2 separate regions of the Sus scrofa genome follow, and region 1 is linked to region 2. The links are chromatin contacts, called in public HiChIP or PLAC-seq maps. All regions are on one chromosome and are shown on one strand. Each heading gives the region's core, a stretch centred on a gene start, on an enhancer-like site or on the middle of the called end of the contact. The rest is flanking DNA. Distances are from core to core; before and after follow the strand shown.

The links. HiChIP or PLAC-seq counts read pairs in DNA pulled down with a chosen protein or histone mark.
Region 1: a contact with region 2 is called in an H3K27ac HiChIP or PLAC-seq map of skeletal muscle. The contact joins the promoter of RAPGEF2 here to the enhancer-like site in region 2. A contact is called at or near these places in 12 of 47 Hi-C or Micro-C datasets (alveolar macrophages, embryonic fibroblasts, fetal heart ventricle and 8 more) and 2 of 2 datasets of contacts at active chromatin or transcription factors (alveolar macrophages and skeletal muscle).

What each region holds. Positions count from the first base shown.
Region 1 is chr8:48,181,291-48,185,626 of Sscrofa11.1, reverse strand. RAPGEF2 (rap guanine nucleotide exchange factor 2) reads right to left here and starts at 2,109. Exons shown (of 25, transcript XM_021101305.1): 1 at 1,673-2,109. The coding sequence starts at 1,732.
Region 2 is chr8:48,129,811-48,134,056 of Sscrofa11.1, reverse strand. All of the region lies in intron 4 of LOC110262100 (rap guanine nucleotide exchange factor 6-like), which reads right to left. Among named protein-coding and RNA genes, the nearest start is that of RAPGEF2, 52 kb to the left of the region's middle. Within about 2 kb of position 1,961, at least 4 of the 83 cell types and tissues checked have an H3K27ac peak or open chromatin away from gene starts, as enhancers often do. A contact at or near this core is called in skeletal muscle, where this site is marked.

The DNA.
Region 1 (4,336 bases), core at 860-3,359, 51 kb before region 2:
ATGAGGTTGCGGGTTCCATCCCTGGCCTTGCTCAGTGGGTTAAGGATCTGGCGTTGCCATGAGCTGTAGTATAGGTCACAGATGCGGCTGGGATCCTGCATTGCTGTGGCGTAAGCCGGCAGCTACAGCTCCCCCGATTAGACCCCTAGCCTGGGAACCTCCATATGCCATTGGTACAGCCGTAAAAAGACACACACACAAAAAAATTTTCCTGGTTCATTAAAATTATCCTATTAATTTAAATACCCCCTCCCCCATCTTGAGAAAGGATATATGAGAAAGAGGACTAAAGAGCCTGAGATTTGAACTTTGCTTCTAAGGCTCCTCAAGTGTTATTTAAGTAATAGGCTTCCTCACACCTGGAAAAATCATGAATACAGAGGAGCTTCACATCAAAGGGCCTGTTAATAAAACTGAACCATAAGGGAACTTCTCTATAACAACCTTTCTTATTAGTGAAATTAAGGATAAGGCTGGTCTTTTGGGGGATCTGATCCGAAGAGATTTAATTAGCAAGGTACCACCATTGCAAGGGGGTGGGGCTCTCAGCGCTGCCTCATATAACAGGCTTCTGACACAGCCAATGCCCTAGGATACATCCTGTGGTCTCTGGGAATGTGGAATGCTGCCTGAGAGTCACCTCATCTAAGAAAACCTCTCACATCCAGTTACTAATTTTGCTCATAAAGGTGAACAAAAGCAAATTATACCCATTAACCTAAGCATCTAAATATTCTAAGTCACGCCCTTCCGCCTATAAATTTTCAAAGCCTTGGCAACATGTCTCCATTTTTTAAGTTTAACATCTCAACCTTTTTAGAATATATAAAAGATAATTCCTACCCTCTAATATGATACTTGTCAGATGCCAGGATATAAAAACGGACATTTAAGAAATACTTTGATTTACTCCTATATAAGCTGCCTAAATGGATGCCTTTTCATTGGGGGGTTATATACAGCACATATGAATTAGTGTGACGGCAGAAAACTTCCAACATGGTGACATGAAAGCAGCATGGGAACGGGAGGGTCAGACTTGGAAGTAGCCATAAAAAAGTGTTTCTCACAAACTGCGGTTGCCGCCTATGGGATTTCAGCATGACAAACGCAGAGCTGACTCATGGGACCAATTATAAAGAAGCAACACCGTGGCACTGAAAAAAAATTCTGTGTTTTCATTATCTATTAATACATGTTAAGATGAGCACCCCTGATCGTTTTATTACCAAATCAATAACCAAAGCCCTCCTTCCCTCCCTCCAACCTATGTGTGAATTCCTTACTACAGACATCCATTCCTGATAACCTTTGCACGAGCTCTCATTAAGTTTGACTATAAACATATTTTTAAGAAACCATCTTGAGTACTCAGTTAAAGCTGAATGGTCAAGCTCTGATTTCTGATTACAAAAATCAGCTGTCCAATACTTCCAGTGCTCGTGATCGGGCTTTAAATGAACTGCTGCTCTTGGTTAAATTTTTTTTTTTTTTTAACATAGCCACAAAATTGGAAGAACAAGCCAGTTGTAACCTACCCTCCCTCCTCCAAGCATACTATTACCCCCTCTAAAGCACCTGCCTTCCCTGAAGAGCAGCAGCAATCATTCCCGTTTTAAAGCAGTTCTCTCTGACGTGCCATGGAAACACAAGCAGTCTCTGCGATACTTACTGGATGTTTCTCCTGCTGGCCCATAACTCCATGGTTAGCTGGCACTGCTAGTGGTTTCATAACGAAGGAACATAGGCTGGACTGAATTGACACATCATGGACCAATGTCTCATGGACGGCAAGTCACCCTTGACAGCATTGGATTAAAAGAAAAAAGAAACAGAGGAGGAAAAAAAAAAAAAAAAAAAAAAAAAAAAAGGAGAGCCAGCTGCAGCTTCAAGTGTCAGGACTGGTGACTGCAAACCCTCACACTTGTGGACCCGAAAAGGAATCTGAACAACCCTGCTCGTCTCCATTTTTATAGCACTGAAACCCTAACCATCTCAGGCTAGGGCGAGACAGAGGAAACCTTATACAGCTCCTGGTCTTCCCGGAGAACAAGATCATTTCTGAGACTGAAGAACAAGAGGCACAAGAAAAGGAGGAAAAAAAAAAAAAAAAAAAAAAAGCTAAAATGGCTGACTGCACACAGACTCCCCTCCAAAGGCTTCCTACAGAACGGTATTAGGGCGGTGGAGGGGCCCGTCCCCAGCACTCAGCCGAGCATTGTTAATACTCTTGTCTCATTTGCAGTCACACATAGGGACCCCTCTGACCAAGAGGAAAAAAAGGAGAAAGGAAGAGAGAGAGAAAGAATCAGGGCAGAGCGTGTGAATCGGGACCTCCTCCCTGGCTGCCAAGGATGCTGACGGAGCACGGCCAGTGATCCCTGTCCCGCTCCACTAACCAAGTTTGCACAATTAATCTCTGCGGCATGACACTGATGGACATTTAATCTAATGATGTCTGTCCCTCACACTCGGCACAAGCATGACTGCCAGCAAGAGTCACGAACAGAAACACAGCACATGTACACACACGTACACATACACACATACACTCAGAAGCATGAGTCTGAATGCAACACACCAATATAATTACATTATTGTGCTTACTTTGGAGGACCATGGCTGCAGGCAGTTGGCATAGCAACGCACAAGGAAAGCCATTTCCTGGGTAGAGAGAAAGCTTCCTTTTCTAAATAAAAAATTCCTCTTAGGAAACAGACGGCATTGCTGCTTCCTGCAGAAAGCAAGACACTGTGGTCTGTCTCTTACCCTGCAAGGCTCACACTCAATGCAGTTCTAGTGATGTAAGTGGATTTCTCTCTCACCCTCCCTCTCCCTATATACACTGAAATATTCAGCTCAAATGGTACACACATTCCTTAAGGCTCGCCCCCTCCTCTACTTAACCATTTCACTCATTAAGGTAGCAATGGACGATTCAGAAAAAGGAATGAGCGCTTGCCTGTATTTTATCAGCAGCTGTAGGTTAAGCAAGTCTCAGAGGGATGGAATCCATTGATTGCTGACTCCAAATAATATCACTGAAGACAGGGTGGGAAAACAGAGCAGGACTTACTTGAATAGCTTTGGACTAAAAATACGATTTTTCACCAAGGTGAAGATACAGGGATGGATGTGACCTCTTCCAGACCCTCAAAAAGCACATGCTACAGGAAACAAGTGTCCACCCCAAATTCACAAAATGCACATTTAACAAGCTCTGTATAAATTTAGAAGATGTGACTTTCACAAACACCCATACACACACAGCACCTTGCAAATAATATAAAACTAAACACACTCAGACTTTAAAAAAAAAAAAAATCAAAGTTCTTTTAGAGGTAGAAAGTTGAAATTTAATACAGGCGTGGTATTCTATCACAAACGTAATTTCACCCAGGTCAGTAGGTCATTTGAAAAGATAGCATTAGAGCTGACATTGTAACTTTGAAGCACTGGTCTGTTTCTCATGGTCTATTAATGGTATATAGAGTAGAAGGTAGATACGGAAAGTCCAGCAACTTGAGTAACAGACTTTAGGACTGAGGGCCCTTTCTGCCTTGTGCTTCTCATCCACTTGCCTGACATGGCACTCGCACTGATTATCCTCCTTCCTTTCCCCTCACATCTAAGAGCATCCATTCCCCTACATCATGATTTTGGATCCTTCTCCCCAATGTCCCTCTCATTGACTGCCTATGTTATCTATTTTCCAGTCCCCCAACCCCGGCCCCCCATATATTCAACTTCTTCCCCACAACTAGAGGTTCTTTGCATAGGCTTTTACTTATGTTCAGGTCTCTCCCATCTCAAAACAAAACATAAACCAGAAGCCTTCCCTGGATCATCGATTCTCCTGTGGCTACAGTCTAACCTCTTCCCTACTGCACAACCAAAGCTCTTAAGAATCACCTACTTTGGCTTCCATCATCCTCTATCCCACTGACTTCTCCAATGAAGGACCACTATGGTCCCATTATACAACTGACACTGACAAGTAACCCTTAATACCCTTCTCCATGTTCAATCCATCGCAGTATCCCGCGAGTTAAGTACTCTTCCTGTTCTAAAACTCAAATTTTTCTTCATCTCTGCTATCATGCATTCCAATCTTTTTTTTGGGGGGGGAGCTTCAAATCTCTAAAAGTCCCCTTAATGAACTGCCTGGATTCAGTTCTATCCTCATCCACTCAACCCAGTTTAACATACTGCTTCTGAGATCTTTCAGAAACTAAAATCTGGTCATTTCACTCTCATCTATGAAGCCACCACTTCAAATCCAGATACATCAATGGCTTCCCATTGCTCTCAGGACAAAGTCTGCAGACTGCACATG
Region 2 (4,246 bases), core at 712-3,211:
TGAGGGGGGAAAACACCTTTCTCCAGATACCACACCATCCTCATCTGTCACTGTTTTTCTTTGTTGTTGTTGTTTTTTAATTTTACAGCCACACCTGCAACATATGGAAGTTCCTGGGCTAGGGGTCAAATCAGAGCTGCAGCTGCCCACCTACATCACAGCCACAGCAGCATAAGATCCAAGCAAACCCACATCCTCACAGAGACTATGTCGGGTTCCTAACTCGCTGAGCTACAAGGGGAACTCCATTGTCACTGTCTTAATATAACAACCTACCAGGACTCTGGATGTAAATAGCATGTTACAGAGATGAGTGGGGCACAACTTAGTGGACAAGTCGGTAACCACAACTGCTTTGCTTAGAGGCTTGGAAAAACACACACCATTTATACCATTTCTATATTCGTCTATGGCAAGTGTCCCCTCTGGCATGTCCCTAAATGAGAAAAACATAACCTCTGCTGTATTCCGAGGTCACCTCGGCTCATCATCCTGCTGATCATACAAAGGCACTGAGTTTATTTTAAATAAGACTTAAGGAAAAACCTAACTATAAATTGTATGTTGCTTCAAGAACACAAAATACACTCCAGATAAGAGTTCTACTTTATCCTAGGGCAGCATTATATGTAACACCATTGCTATATGTAACATGTAAGTGACATGACGGCCACTTGCGTAAAGATCTATGTTTCCAAACTTGGTAAATTTCTAATAAGTTTACAGTCAAATTCATAAAACAACATTCTAATCACTGAAGGGCCTCGAAGTGGGGCAGAGAGAGTAGGCTGACTCTGAGACAGGCATAAAGGACTTCCTAAGTGCCATCAGTGTTAAAAATCTTACTGAAGAACAATAGTTGGGCTTGAACAACCAGAGTAAAGTACATAGCCAAAACAACCTTCACCTGTCTAAAAGGAGGACAAAAATGAAATAAATAAATATAATGTTGGCCTAAATGTTAACGAAGGAATTCAGTAAAGCTAATGAAATGTGGAAGCCCAAGAACAGATTTTCTGGGCTGAACATCACCCTTCATGCTTGATGGTTTCGGGGGTCAAAGCAATTGCAGGAAAATCAGTTAAAGGAAAATGGGAGTTCCCATTGTGGCTCGGTGGTTAACAAATCCAACTAGAAACCACGACGTTGTGGGTTCAATCCCTGGCCTTCCTCAGCGGGTTAAGGATCCAGCGTTGCCATGAGGTGCAGTGTGGGTCACAGATGCGGCTTGGATCTGGCATTGCTGTGGCTGTGGCATAGGCCGGCAGCTGCAGCTCCAATTTGACCCCTAGCCTGGGAACCACCATGTGCCACGGATGCAACTCTAGAAGAGACCAAAAAAAAAAGGAAAATGCTGTCCAAACTGCTTTGATCCAAACTAGCTATTCAGGCTACATTACCTGTCAAAATGAGTTAAAACATTCAGGAGAAGGATCAGATTATTTATTACATATACTGATAACCAATTTCCAGGCTAACATGAGAAAAGGATGGTCAATGCAGGAAGTCGCCTGTGAACTGGCTGTTTTATAAAACCTGACTGCTCCTTGCACCGAATCTACATTACACTTTAATCCAGCCTCAATGTTTCCTGGAGAAAGAAATACTCACTGATGCCTACCTTGAACACAGGACCAGCACAGGCTCCTACTCACTACAACAATCTCAGGACTATTCCTCAGGCAACAGCTCCAAAGGAAACAAACAACTTGGACCCAGCAAAGGTCACCAGGTGCCACATGAAGAAATAACCTATAAATAGCCCTGGCTTGTCATTCAGTCTGAAACATCATCCTTTCCCCTCATCCCAGTAAAGTCCTGACCTGCAAGCTTTTGACAGTCTGCCAGAGAAAGAGTAACTGAAGTCATCTTTGAAAATAATTAGCTACAGACTCCAATGTGTTCATGAAATAGGTCTGGACTGCAAGTCTTCTTTCTCCTACAACAGCAGGTATCTGAACACTGGGTTCCTGTCCCAGAAGTTGGGACAAGCTGTCACTTGTCCTACTTGACTAGCTGATGATGGCTGGTGGTCAAGAAAGGCAGTCACATGCTCCTTTGCTGTTCTAGGAACTCGGTCTACAGATTTAATTTGTACAACAGAACTTGTATCAAGATGATGATGGTGTTATCAACCTTGGTTTTCTCTAAGATGCATAAACTTCAAATCACATTCTTTTCTTCTTTTTTTTTTCTTTTTACAGATATATCTGCAGCATATGAAGTCCCAGGCAAGGGGTGGAATCAGAACTGCAGCTACCAGCCTGTTCCACAGCCACAGCAACATGAGACACAAGCCACATCTTCAACCTACACTGCAGCTTGTGGCAACACGAGATCCTTAACCAAATGAGTAGGCCAGGATCAAACCCACATCCGCATGATACTAGTTGGGTTTTTAACCTGCTGAGCTACAACAGAAAACCCCAAATCACATTCTTTATAGCATTATTTATTTATTTATTTATTTTTGTCTTTTTGCCTTTTCTAGGGCTGCTCCCACGGCATATGGAGGTTCGCAGGCTAGGTCTAATCGGAGCTGTAGTCGCCGGCCTACACCAGAGCCACAGCAACTCGGGATCCGAGCCACATCTGTGACCTACACCACAGCTCACAGCAACACCAGATCCTTAATGCACTAAGCAAGGCCAGGGATCGAAATACAACCTCATGGTTCCTAGTCGGATTCGTTAACCACTGAGCCACGATGGGAACTCCTATAGCATCATTTATAATGAAAAGTATGGAAAATTTACCCCTTAACAATTATTAATCAAATTGTGGTTAAGTTCAAATAACTGAACATGAGGCAGATGTGAAAAGGCATAAAGAGTGAGCCTTTATAAAGAGTTTTTGATGTAATGAGGTAAGCATATATACATTCTTGAAATCAGCAAGATATTAAATTGTTTATAAAGTGTGCTCTTAAGTATGCAGCCCACATACATGTAAGACTAGACGGAAAAAGACTAGAATATTAAAGAATGACTACCTTGCATGAGAGACTTTAGGTGATGGTTTTCCTTCTCTTTATCTGTGATAATTTGTATAGTAATTACCACTACTTTTTAAATAAAAATTAAATGTAAGTTTTAGAATAAGCCAGTGCCTAAACATTTATTTGCCTCTGCACACTTTCAAGTTCAGAAACCGTCAGAGCCTTCAGAAGGGAGCCAGCAGCTACTTCTATCTGCTGCTCTGTGCTCCGTTCCTCAGGAGACAGAATCCGTGATGATGGGAGGGCATTCTCCGGGTCACGCCAGGGGTCATGCTGAGGATCATGCCAGGAGTCACGCCAGGCCACCCAGGCAGACCGGAGGGTGGATGGCCACCAGCCCACCTACACTGCCAGAGTCTCCTTGGTTATAAATACAGGGAATGACATGCCTTCCTCAAAGGACAGTCGTGAAATTAAATGATTCCACACACATAATTAAATAATTCCACATAAGGCTTTTCCAATGATGCCAGACAAACAGCACTAGCCGCCACAGCCTTTAGCCTCTTTCCATCATCATTTTTGTGCCACTACAACTGCCACCACCAAGGGCACTACCACCCTCTAACGTTTGCTACTGAAAGAATAGCAAACAAATAGGCGAGGGAGTTTCCTGCCCTGTGGGGCCATTTTCCAGGGAGAATAAGGCCTGCCGATAAGGGAGGAGCAGCAGGGCAGGAGCAGGAGGCCTGGGGGCTGCACTGGAGGTTGCTCCCAACAGCTGCAGTGCCTTGGCATCTGGCTCTGCTGCTCAGGGCCCTCCCAACACCTTCTGTGCCTCTCCCAGGCCGCTATGAATCACCTGGCCCCGCCTCGCTCACAGGCATTATGAAACCTGCTCACATCTTTAAGACACATTCTTACCATAATTCCTTCAGAGTGATGTATCAAGAATTCATCTTCAGGTTTTTATGAGCAAGTTCGGTGACAGGAAGTGGGGAATGGAAGAGCTACACTTTAATAAACTGAGTCAATTTTAATCAAATATTGTTTAGTCATTTTATTTTACTATTATTTTTTTGGCCACGCTGACAACACACAGAAGTTCCAGGACCAGGGATCAAACCTATTCACAGCAGTGACCAGTGCCATAGCAGTGACAATGCCAGATCCTTAACCCACTGAGCCACCCGGGATTGCCTATCAGCTAAAATTTAAAAATCTTCGGTTGAAATAAAAATACTTAATTGTTAAAAACACACAATTGGGAGTGGAAATAACTCCTGAAATTCAGAAGTGTTGGGGACC